2 separate regions of the Zea mays genome follow, and region 1 is linked to region 2. Evidence: chromatin contacts called from public Hi-C data. All regions are on one chromosome and are shown on one strand. The core of a region is the stretch at or near the end of the contact, and the rest is flanking DNA. Distances in the headings are between cores, read along the strand shown. Region 1 holds the start of LOC100192597 (chaperone protein dnaJ). Region 2 holds the start of LOC100192502.

Region 1 (6,361 bases), core at 3,167-5,666, 170 kb after region 2:
GTCTCGCAAGGAGTGGGAGCTTCTTTCAGGTGCTCAACCACAGGGTGCTCAACATGTTTTGTGCTCTTTTTTAAAATATATTTTTCAAACTGATATGGAAAGCTGGCATCCATCCCATAGTATTGTAGTAGAGCACGCTTTTCATTTGTAGAGGCGAGATGCACAGCATAGTGGTGGCATCCACTTCTCATCTGCTAGCATCCACTTGGTCGGCTGAGGAGGCGGACGGCGGACCGGACCTTTCCCGATGTGGCTGCCCCCCAACTGGCGTCTGGCGCCCCCCAAGTTGCCGAAAAAAGTAATTCTTCTTTCGCCCTCCCGTGTCCCGTCGCCTGTTAGTTTCTGCTTTGTTTTGAGTGCAGGCGCAGATCTGCTGCCCACTTGACCGAGATCGATCCTTACTAAAGATAATTTAGCTAAAAGGCGATGGAAAGGTAGTTTGATATGTAGCTTTTGTAATCAAAATGAAAGTATTCACTATCTCTTTTTTGACTGTTATATGGCCAAAAGTATATGGAGAATAATTTACTTTGCCTTAAAAATAGAAATGCCCGTTAGCATTAAACATATTATCGGGTCTTGAGGAACTAATAGGGGTCCGGGGTATAAAAAAATTTTACTCTCTGGAATAGCAGCTTTATTTTGGGCTATTTGGCTCAGTCGAAATGAGGTGACTTTTAATCATAAACCAATTCCATCAATTGTGCAGGTTATTTTCAGATGTACTCACTGGTTAAGATTCTGGAGACTGCTACAAAAGGAGGAATCGCAACAACAAATCATCGATGCTTCGCAAGTTTTGGAAGTGGTGGCGATGGAAGTCTTCGCAAACCATGGATAGCGCTCAAATACAAGAATTGAGTATGGCTAGTGTTAGTCATAGTCTTGTAATTTTGTTCCTTTGAGTTAGTATCACTATTCATGCAACAGTTCTTAATTGTAATAATCGACTTGTATTGGTTGTACACATTATCATGCTAAAGCCGGAACTCTTGTTTGCATTATAAAAAAAAAGTAGTAGTAGACAACAAATAATCCCAAGTTGCCGGTCGCCTTCTCTTCCCCTGTCGCCACCGTCACGCGCCCCGGATTAGGCCGGTCGGCTGGAGGCAAGTTGCAGAGCTAGGCGAGACCGAGCGCTGTGGAGCGTTCTTGCCCTGCCGGTCCTTCACAGCTTGCGCGGACCGGACTGTGGGCCAGTCGGATCCGAGAGGCTTCTACCGACGCCGTGGTGTGTGCGCTTTTCGCCTTGAACTGGCCCTGCAGCGCAGCGCAGCCCAGCGCGGGCGGGGGTCCGTCCGAGTCCGATGGGACCGCCCATGTTGCCGCGGGTGGAAAAAGGGCGAACAGGTTTCGCCGCCCGCTGACTTACGGTCCGTGTCACGAGTACGCGAAAAGGTTGTGCAGGAACTCGCTCATCGTCACGTCAGGAGATGCCCCGGAACGCTGCCGCAGCGCACCGCGGCAACTTGCGCCTCTCCTCGCGTCACTTTTCCGAGATGCTTCGCTTCACTGGCCGTCGACGTTGGCCGCAGGTCGCTGCCGTCTTAGGCCTTGTTCGTTTGTGCCGGATTGGTGGGTCAGAACGATTTCGAACCGGATTGCTTCTCTAATTTATATAAACTTTGATTAGCTGGAACGATTCCGGATGCAATCCGACACAAACGAACAAGGCCTTAGGGACTTTGTTTCGGCTTCTTCTAATCGGTTCCTAACCACCAGAATCAGCTTCTAGCACTCAAACGTTTCGCTTCTTGGTCTTTTTTTTTTGAGAATCGGTCCGTAAAAATTGTCCAAATCGACATAAATACAAAATCCGTGAGTCGGAGCAACGAAAAAAAAATCCTTTCTAAACCTTTTCCCCCCTTGAAATAGAATGATTACATCCTTATATATACGCGGATGGACATATTAAGAGCTATGTCTTCATCAAAATGCGCATATTTGCTTTTGTGTGGTAGCCATCGAGGAACTGGATGAGTGGGAGACGATGGACGGTGGCATTAGGCACTACATGACCATCATTGAGGAGTTGCAACTGTGTGGGGTTGCCTAGAGATCAGGACGAGAACAATCCTCGCGCGGATACTAATAAGGAGCTCTTCGTCTTATTGTGTTGATCCCACTCCCCCTCGACTAGATGAGGACCTTGCTACCAACGTTGCGCAACTCCTGCTTAATTTTATTTTATTTTTTATCTGTAGTTATGTGTTTGTGATATGTGAATGTGTTTTTGTCTATTGTTATTTTGTAAATTTGAATTTTGGATTTGAAATATTGATGTTTTCCGGTCGGTGAAGTAGTTTCACACGTATATAGTATCCCTAGGGACACTAGTATGCTAGTCTGTGATGCCTATTGCCAATGACATAAGGCTATTTCCAACAGATCTCGTGTATATAGTAGTGTAAAATAATGTTTAGCATTATATATAACACCGTTTGCAGAGTGAAGTTTAAAATAGGAGGTGTGACAGAGGATGAGATAGGAGAGCTGCTGGAGATAGCCAAATACGGCACGACCTGGAGGATATGGTGCCGTACCTGGAGGATATTTGCCAAAAAAAAAACTTTTTTTTTGCTGTTTAGCATATGCCTCTCATACGATGGCCATTACTGAGCACTCCATTTATTAGTACCCACGAAGAATTTCTTTATAGCAATCATGCAGGGATTTTACAGAGAACACGCTGGAAATTTTGCAGCGAACCTGAGATGGTAAAAACAGCGTTCATGCGTGTGTGCGTACGGCCGCCTTATGGTACCATTCTGGCGACTGCCGTGCCGATCTACAGTAGTAGCTACAACTCGGAGCATGTACTTGAGCGTGCAGCACTGGCAGCCTCGTCGCCGTCGCAGGTCGCTGTCCTGGGCTCCTGGCCAGGTATCGGTACCTCGTAGGTCGTAGCTTATCTGGAACAGGAGTAGCTGGACCGACCTATTCGCCGCAGTGTCCTGTCTATTTCCTCCCAGCAGGCCTACTCTTGGAAGCCGACTTCCCAGCTGCGTCGTTCTGCTGCGACCAAGAAACACGCACGGTACTTAAAACCCAGCAGCGATTCTACAGATGAGAGTGAGATTAACAAATTACAGCGAACAAGAAGAGCCCCGCCTCGCCGATCTCGAGCCACTCGTCTCATGAACCCTGCTGGCGCCTGGCGGGCGATCATGTGGCCCACGCAATTTGCACGACGTAAATAAATAACGCCGCTGGAAAGCGACGCGGAGGTCGACGGCCGGACGGACCCGGCCGGCCTGTCACCGTCGCCTGGCCTGGCTACAAGCAGGCGACAGGCGTGGCCCAGGTCCAGGTCCAGGAGCATCTACGCTACGCCGACGAGAACGCCGAGTCCTAGGCAGCTAGCTAGCTAGCGAGGCGACCGAAAGGAAGCAGAGCCGCGTAAGAAGGATACCCACCGGCGAGAAGGACGACGGCGACGGCCTCAGGAACAGCTCCTCGAACTGCCGCTGCAGGTCCTCCAGGCTCTCCCCCTTGCCGTTGTCCTGCGCGTGAGCGAAATGTGCACGTCGTCAAGATTAGTTCTGTGTGGAGGATAGATCGTTTCGATAACGGCTGCTGACTGAGTTCTTACGGCGGCAGGGCCTGCCTGGCTCATGGCCTCGAGAATGTCTCCGAGGATCTCCCCGGCGCCCTGCCACACGTGGAAAATTAAACAAACACTCTCCTGCCAAACTGGGAAAATGCAGATGCAAATGCGCATGCCGTACAACGTACGTACGTCATCGTCGCCTTCGCCGTCGTAGGCCCCGACGTCATACAGGATCCGCTTGTTGGGGTCCGACAGGACTGGCCAGGTCAGTTAAAAACCACATCACCAAATAAGTGCAAGCTGCAAAATATACTTGGCCGACGACTACGTGTACGTACATACATGACAATTCTCTTAAAAAGAGCTACCCAACCTACAAGCAAAAGTAACGCGTAGAGTCGAGTATGATTCAAAATGGAAAGCGGATTAGTTACCGGCGTACGCTCCCTGGATCTTCTGGAACCTGGCCTTGGCGGCGTCCGCGCCGCCGCCGGAGCTCCCTGCGCCGGCGCACTTGTCCGGGTGCCATTTCTGCCCACCAGCACGGGGCGGTAACAACACCAGTCAGCACTCAGCAGAGCAGCCGGGTCGTCGGGTTTACGACCGAAACAGAGCAACCGGCGGACAGGGGAAGCAGTCAGTAACAGAATCAGGGGTGGCGAGGTCACCGTCACCGACCATGGCGAGCTTGCGGTAGGCGCTGCGCAGCTCGGCGTCGGAGCAGTCGCTGGCCACGCCCAGCGCCGCGTACAGGCTACTCTTGCTACCTCCTCCGCGTCCGGCCATCGCGAGCAGCGGCAGACGTTCGACGAGGAAGGAAACCAGCCTTGCTGCCTGTGCCTGTCGCTGCGAGCTCGAGCCGTGGGTGCAGTGCTGCGCCGGCGCATGCGCGCTACTTATAGGCGCGGCGCCGAGTGTGGCAGGCTAGCAAGGGGGCGCGCGGCCCGACCGTGCGCTGCATCTGCACCAGGAATCCGGGGTGGAGCAAGGGGGGCAACTTGCGGCTCGCGCGCTCAGCCCGGGGATATTTTTAGGCCGCGCGCGATGCGACGCGAGGGCGTGCGTCAGCCAGCGACCAGCGTCGCCAGCGTGAGCCTTCGTGTGGCGTGCGTGGCCGTTGCGTCCGCCGTCCGCGCCCAGCTGAAGGGCCCTGTCAGTGGCTGTTCCCTCACTCACTGAGCCACCGGTGCAGTGCAGCACGTCGCCTGCGGACGGCGGCGGAGCTAAGAGCGCATGCACATTGGACGCATCTTCTGCCTTGACGTAGTACGTTTGGCTTGCGCCCGCTCGGGAGGGATTGTAGGGGCCAATGGTAGGTGCGGCGTGGAGATGAAAGGTGCAGCGTACATTCCTCGCCTCCAGGAAACGCAGGCCAGCAGTAACGTTACAAGTTCAATGGATGTCCAGCTCTTCGAGGATCACCCTGCAGCAGCAGCATAGAACCTATACTCAACCTATCGCGTCACTGCTCGAATCCAACTCTTTACCGAATGGTTTCTATCGGTTACTCGACAAAGAAGTCTTTACCGAGTGACGCATTCGATAAAGTTCCACTCTCGATAACGATTACGTTTACCGGGAGCAGGACTCTCGGCGCAGGAAGGTACTCGACAAAGACATCTTCGCCGAGTGCCAAACCCTCGACGAAGAAAGTCTACGTTTGGCAAAAGGTTGTTAGCAACCGTCTATAGGTGACGGTCGTTACCTTTGCCGAGCGCCGAACTTTGGCACTCGACAATGAAGCTACTTTGCCGAGTGTCCCGCCCGTGACACTTGGCAAAATATATTTTATTTTTTTTCTTTTTCCAACTAAACTTTTTGTGGTACGTTACTACACTATGTAGACTTACATGTTCTATTTTTGCACAATTATAAAAGTGTTTGTTATAACTCTTAGATTTAGTTCGTTTAATTGAATTTCTTCGGAAAATTCAGATTTGAACTGCAAGTCACTCGAAACATGAAAAACCGTGCATGCAAAAAATGATATTCATGTTATTTAGCAAAGGTTACGCCGACAACGAGTTTTGCCCTCGTCAACCCCGCCCTCACGATGCCCCGGCGCAACGGCATGGCGGGCCCCGCCCTCGCTTACCTCGGCGTTGGCATGGCGGCAGGACTGCCCCTTCCCTCTAGAGATAGCAACGGAGAATTTCCCCATAGGGTTTTAGCTCCCCATCCGCGCGACGAAAATATTTCTGGGGATCTCCACGAATGCTTGTGGGGGACATTTCTTCTCCATATCCATTCCCCGCGGGGATAAATCCTGTCGGGGATCAGCGGGTCCTCACTTAAATTATAATTAGGACATACTTCATATGTTATTAATGCAAAATATTGTCACTTATACACATTGTCAGATGTAAGAAATCATTATACGTACATCAAAATAAATACATTTGTATAATAAGTGATCCTTTGACAAGTTAATTATTTATATCTGTACTATATTTAAGTCTCGGTTTCTTCATGCATGCATCCACTCTCCGCGCGCGCCCGACGATTCACACGTGAGCAGTGCTAGGATTTGATCCTGCACCCCCTTTAGGGTCTATTCCGTTTGAGATAGATTGAATGGGATTGTAGGGGATTAAATCCTCTCTTATTTAAATTTATATAGGAGGGGATTTAATCCACTTTAATCCCTCTCAATTCACCTCTAACCGAATAAGCTCTCAGCAGGGACAGGATGGGTTTGATCTCTACAACTCTTGTGTGTTTGTCTTGTATTGAAGGAAGATACTATATATACAGACATTAATTATTGGAAAATAAAAAATAATTACGGGTGAATAAATATCAGGGTTAAGC
Region 2 (5,729 bases), core at 2,036-4,535:
GCTGACGCGTGCTGCTAAGCCGCAAGAACAATCTCTTATAGCAATAACTTAACCCTGGTGTGGACATTTTATAGTGCGTTCGGGATCGGACGGGACGATTCCTCAAATAAGGTTGTTTTATTCAGGGTCAAGGGTTGGGACATGACTATCTCAGCGTTGTCCCTAATTATCACTCAGAATTGGAGGGACAGGGTTAAGGGTTGGGACATGACTATCTCAGTGTTGTCCCTAATTATCACTCAGAATTGGAGGGACAAGAGAGAACGATAGGAGACGTATGTGCAGCTGGAAGGGCATTTTGGCGAGGGCACACGATGGGACCGACATTTTTTTTACAAATATCTCGTTGGTTTGGACAGCACCATGGTCTAATTCTCGATGTTTTCTACTAATGTGACGCTAAGGTGGCTACTTTATATAAATTTGATGAAACTTGAAAAATTAAGCTGACTTATAATTTATGACAGAGGAAGTAACTATGCAAAGAGAGCGCCTCATCACCTTTTACCGGTGAACCATCCATTCATTCACTCATCAAATAAAACCACTGTTCGCTGACGTAGGGTGTTTTTCCCTGTTGCTAGCAAACCTCATCATGGACTGGACAGGCGCAGGAGCTGCCTAAGCTCTCACAAGGAATTCTCCTCAATCCAGTGGAAGCCAAAAAAAAAGTCCTCGTAATTCACTCTAATACAACTCCATCCACATGGTTTAGTTATAAAACTAACAAGGCCTGCCGGTCCCGTTCCAATCCATGGATTGTGCGAGCTGCTGGGCGCTGAACGCCTTTACACCTCGGCAATGGTCCCGGCGTTTTGAGTTTTGACCTACCCACTAGATAGATCCTTGGCGCTTGGCAATCTGATCCACTGAATGCTAGTACGTAGTACCTTTTTTGTAAAGATCAGGTGTCACCCGTGTCGATTTGACCGGATGACTAGGATCTGGGACCCGGCTTGTTTGTTGTTTCTCATCTCAGCTCAGGCATTGGCTTGGCTGACTAAGCGAATGACGAGAAAGAGACTGGTTGCTGCTGGTCATATCATGCGTACCCTTGGGCCTTGGATAAGAGGTACCCAGTTGCAGAGCTGCGGCGTCAACATTGTACAACTGATGAATGAAGAATGAAATACTGACCTGGACCATCGCTCTTCGTAATCCGTTATTCAGTACGAGTAAGTATATTAAAAGTCGAACTCGAGTTGAACAACAATTCAGGGAGGGAACACAGGGCGTGTTTGCGAGACTGCTTGGCCAGCTCGGCTCGTTCAACTAGTTCAGGCTGAGGCTAGCCTGTCTCAGCTACTGCAACTTATTTTGTTTGCGCACTTATACCATACGAGCCTGGCTCAGACGAGCTGGTGTTTGTCACCCAGTATACAGCCGGGCTAGAAGACTAAAACTACCTAAACATGAAATACTTGCGCCACGAGCAGCCAGGCTCCCAGAAAACAGACCCTGATCTCGTTCCTGTGGAGCCAGGCTGAGAGGCTAAATTTGTACACGCACAGCTAGACTCCCAAGCAGGCCAGGCGACACAAACACGGGAGCTGCAGCCCGAGAGCGCAGCCAGACTGCTGGGCCATGGCGGCAAACACATCCACAACCGCTGCAGTTGGAACGCAAAAGGTTTCCAGGCGAGCAGAAGAAAATGCACAGCTACATCGTAGCATCACACACACACAAAACACTGCTACTACTACCAGTACGAGGTGGTGCTTGGGATAATTACAGAGGGGAGGAGGGTGCGTAGAAAACGAAGCAGGCAGCTGCCCGGCAGGAGTTCTTCCCCTGATCCAAGAACTGGAGAACGCGCCTGCCGGCTATAGGCCAAACGCCCAAACTAGGATGGAAATCGGCGCCCGGCTACTTCTAACCTCCCCGCCGCGAACTGATCCTCGTCGTCGTCATCATCATCATCGACATACTCTCTACTTATGCTGCCACAGACACACGCGCACAACATTCAGAAGAACGCAAACATGCCCTCTGCTAGCTCGGTTGTTGCTTATTGGCGATTGATCTGTTCTAACTCAGCGGTCCAACGAGCTGATCACCACCCTGCAAAGCGAACCAACCAGGGACAGAAGCTGTATCAGGAACATAAATCGTGACCTGCTAGCTTAGCTATGGACATGGTGTGCATCGAGGATTCGAGGTGGCGTGGCACGAGAGTACAAGAAGAGAAGCTTTGAGGCGAGAACGAACCAGTCGTAGACGGTGGGGCTCCTGGGCCCGACGGCCGGCTCCGGCCCGTCGGAGACCTTGGTTTTCCGGCGGAACCTCCTCCAGACGTCCGCCTTGGGCGGGGTAGCTGCGCCAAACACGCCAACACACAGAGGGTGAGGCTCAGCTCAGGCATGAGGCATATCGACCAGCTGTGCCTGTGCATCGTGCTTGCATGCACAGCTTTCTGATGAACGAACCCTTTGTTATCACAGCACCAAACGCACCAGCAAATGAATGTCTAGCTAGTCTGGGTGGTCCTGACAATCACACGGCAACGGCACCCTCCCCACCCAAGTTCCCACGAACCATCATCTGCTATCACGAAGGCATTGCGTGCTGTGCAGCGGCAGATCTGTGACTGCGTCGCGCTTAAGAGGGCGTAGAAGAAAAAAAAACAACGTGAATAGAACGTCAAAATTTATATACTTTTTTTCCATCCCTTTTACTGCCCCCATTTCGTCGGAGATCCAGTCCTGCGCTGCTGCGCAGCAGTGCGCAGACATAACTAGAAACAGAAACGATTTGTAGCCCAAGAACGGGGCGGCGAGGCGACCAAAAACAGAGGGAGCCCACCTGCGGCGAGCGGCGAGTCGGGCGTGCTGGCCGGGGAGGACGGGACGGAGGAGGAGCTGTAGGACTCGACGGAGAGCGACGGCGGGCGGGCGATGGTGATGCTGCGCGTCACCGCCGGCGCCGGCGCCGGCGCGGGAGCCAGGATGGACGACGACGAGGAGGAGGAGGGGGAGAAGGAGGAGTACTTGCGGAGCTTGCCGAGGCCGGAGTCCGGTCGCGGGCCGGCCACCGTCTCGTCCCAGAGCTGATCGAGGAGGCCCATTCCGGCCACCACCAGACCCGGACGGACGCGATTGGTTGGCTGGCCCCTGCGTGCCTTGGACGACGTATGCGCTGCGCGCGCGTCGCGTTGTCTTGTCACGTCGCGGCGAGTGAGGGACGGACGAGAGAGAAGAGAAGACGGGCTTGGGTTGGCCCGGCTGCCGTGCCGTGCCGTGCCTGGATCTGGAGCAGTTGTGGGTGGGGCGGATGACGATCCCTCTGTTCTTCTCTCGGGAACGGTGGACTGGGGAGGGGATTTTATAGAGAAAAAGGAGGTGAGGACTGACTGAGGAGCGGACGGACGTGAGAGGATTCTGCCGAGATATATTGGGGCCGCTGGTGTAAATTTGGATAAGGGTACCTACCAAGCTCATCTTCTTTTCACCTCTCTCCTCATTCTTGGCATGCATCGGCTCCGTTAGACACGGCTAGGCTGTCCATGATTTACTTTTTTCTTCTTCTTCTTTTAATTCCTCGCTTTACATATAACGTTTTGGTGTTTTATTATTATCTGCTGGTTTTGCTTCGCAGGTCAACTCCTTCCGGATAGGGATGTAATATGGTTCGGAAAATATCCGTCCGGATCTAGATTCGAAGATGATGAACACTGGTTTGGATAGAATTTTTGGATATTTGGACTTTTTTCGGATAACGGATACGAATACGGATATTCTGTTCGGATATCGAATTCGAATACGATATGTCTGATATCCGTCGGATATCGAATATCTGGATATTTTCTCGGATAAGTCTTCTCGAATATTTGGATATCTTATCCGAATAGCTGTGTGCATGCTGTTCATTTTTTTAGAAAAAAATTAATAATACACAAATAGCCTCAAAAATTCGTGAAAAATTTATGTCCTATTTTAGGCGGTATATGTCCTATTTTTGGCGGTCGCTTACCGTCAAACATAATTTAGCCGAAAATAAAATGTTATTTTCTCCCATCATTCGCCTTTCAGATATTTGTACCCTAGCGTCCACGTAATTCAAACGTGCCAGCGTCCACGTACTACTGGGATAAGATACGTAGCTCTCCTCTCAGGCCATTGTGTAATAATTTGTAAACACGCCACCGCAGTGGGCCCGTGTCCCGTCACGAAATCATCAGCTTGCTGATCCACACAGGACCTCGACGACCCCAGCTTTGCCTTCGCCTTTAGAAGAAATCAAGAAGAGAAACCAAAAACATGGAACATCAAAATTAAGGCTCGGAAACGTCTCTAGAAAGCACAAACAAATACGTACTACCATCGTTCTCGAATATTTATCCCTTATATCAATTCACTTTTGAACTAAAAAGTATGTGCATCAATCTGATGTGTGCTTTAAAAAAAAACGCAGGATATGTTGCCAAGATGATCTTGGCGGAACACACAAAGCATGCAAAGATGGTGACCGTACTTATTGGTGTACGCATATATAATGGGCTGCGCAGAAGCACATGCAGTTAGGTAAGCTAAGCTCGAGCACGGGCAGCTTTGTTTTCCAGCTCATTTGGTTGTGTACGTAGTGGGAGTGGGACCGAGGCCAAAAAGGTGCTCAAATCAAATCATCTGAGCATGCATGTGGGCGACGGGCCCTAATGTTCATGCCATGCGCGCGCAGTGGTCTGATGATTAGGTAGGTTTGTCATCTTTCGCTAATCAGATGTCAGCGTGGACGAAGGAAACACCTATTTACCATAATTAAATAATACTTAATACAAACATGGCCTTAGTTGATTCATCTCGCAAATTAGCCACACCTTGTCCAATTAGTTTTATACTTAACTATTTAGTCCCTCTAATTAACATTTGAACGTCCAAGTATATTATGTCACTAATTAACATCTCTAACAAGGTGCCTTAAAATAGCGTCCTAAAAACTAAAACACTACATTAAACTGTTCATAGCACTAAAAATAAATTGAGCTCCAACATGTAACTCCTAAATAATTTATTTTATGAAAGAAATTGCAGTAATAGAAAAGAAAAGTCTGAGAATGATGTAGAAAACAAGGATACACTACAACACTTGTGACCTTCTGTGACGTTCTCTTTATGTCACCAAACTTTGAATTTATGTCACTTTTTGAAATTTATGACATCTCCATGACGAAAATCACTTCGTCACCTATCATGCGTGGCATTGCATGATCTATGACGTTTCATGTTCTTTCGTCATAAATTTAGTGACATAATATATGTTGTCATAGTTTTGTGACATGCTATTTTCGTCACTAACCATCATTAAAAAAACGCCACATCATGCTTACACGTAGGATAGAAAACGTCATAAAATTAAACATGCGAATGACATGGCATGACTGGGATCTTACGTGGCATCTATGCTTATGACAATTTTATTCGTCACAAAATATTTGGTCGTAAGCCAATTTGTTTCACTATTTTTTTTGCATTTTTATTTTTTAATTTGGTAGCCCAGCGCATAGACATTGCATCCATTTTATTTTACCCTATTTTTGTCTTTTTATTTTTAAATCTGTAACCAAACGTTGTTAACAGGCGTAGAAACTATAGCGCCCTACTGGAACCAGCGTTGGGTTGCACCAGCCAATTTGTTTCACAAATCACAATGTATAAGCAAAATCCATTGTAATTAAACAAACAATAAATGACCATCAAATATACTTAGCAACATATTATTATAGATATCATTTA

What was found. A called contact is a pair of places that touch in the nucleus more often than the background predicts.
Region 1: a contact with region 2 is called in a Hi-C map of bundle sheath, with 2.3 times the contacts expected there. The contact joins the promoter of LOC100192597 here to the promoter of LOC100192502 in region 2. A contact is called at or near these places in 5 of 25 Hi-C or Micro-C datasets (bundle sheath, ear, endosperm and 2 more).

Annotation. Positions count from the first base shown.
Region 1 is chr1:213,910,213-213,916,573 of Zm-B73-REFERENCE-NAM-5.0, forward strand. It overlaps LOC100192597 (chaperone protein dnaJ), which reads right to left and starts at 4,417. Exons shown (of 6, transcript NM_001137812.2): 1 at 4,229-4,417; 2 at 3,985-4,081; 3 at 3,740-3,807; 4 at 3,593-3,652; 5 at 3,417-3,503; 6 at 2,632-3,012. The coding sequence starts at 4,336. The coding sequence ends at 2,959.
Region 2 is chr1:213,745,093-213,750,821 of Zm-B73-REFERENCE-NAM-5.0, forward strand. LOC100192502 reads right to left here and starts at 3,286. Exons shown (of 3, transcript NM_001322109.1): 1 at 2,803-3,286; 2 at 2,209-2,314; 3 at 1,450-2,061. The coding sequence starts at 3,064. The coding sequence ends at 2,034.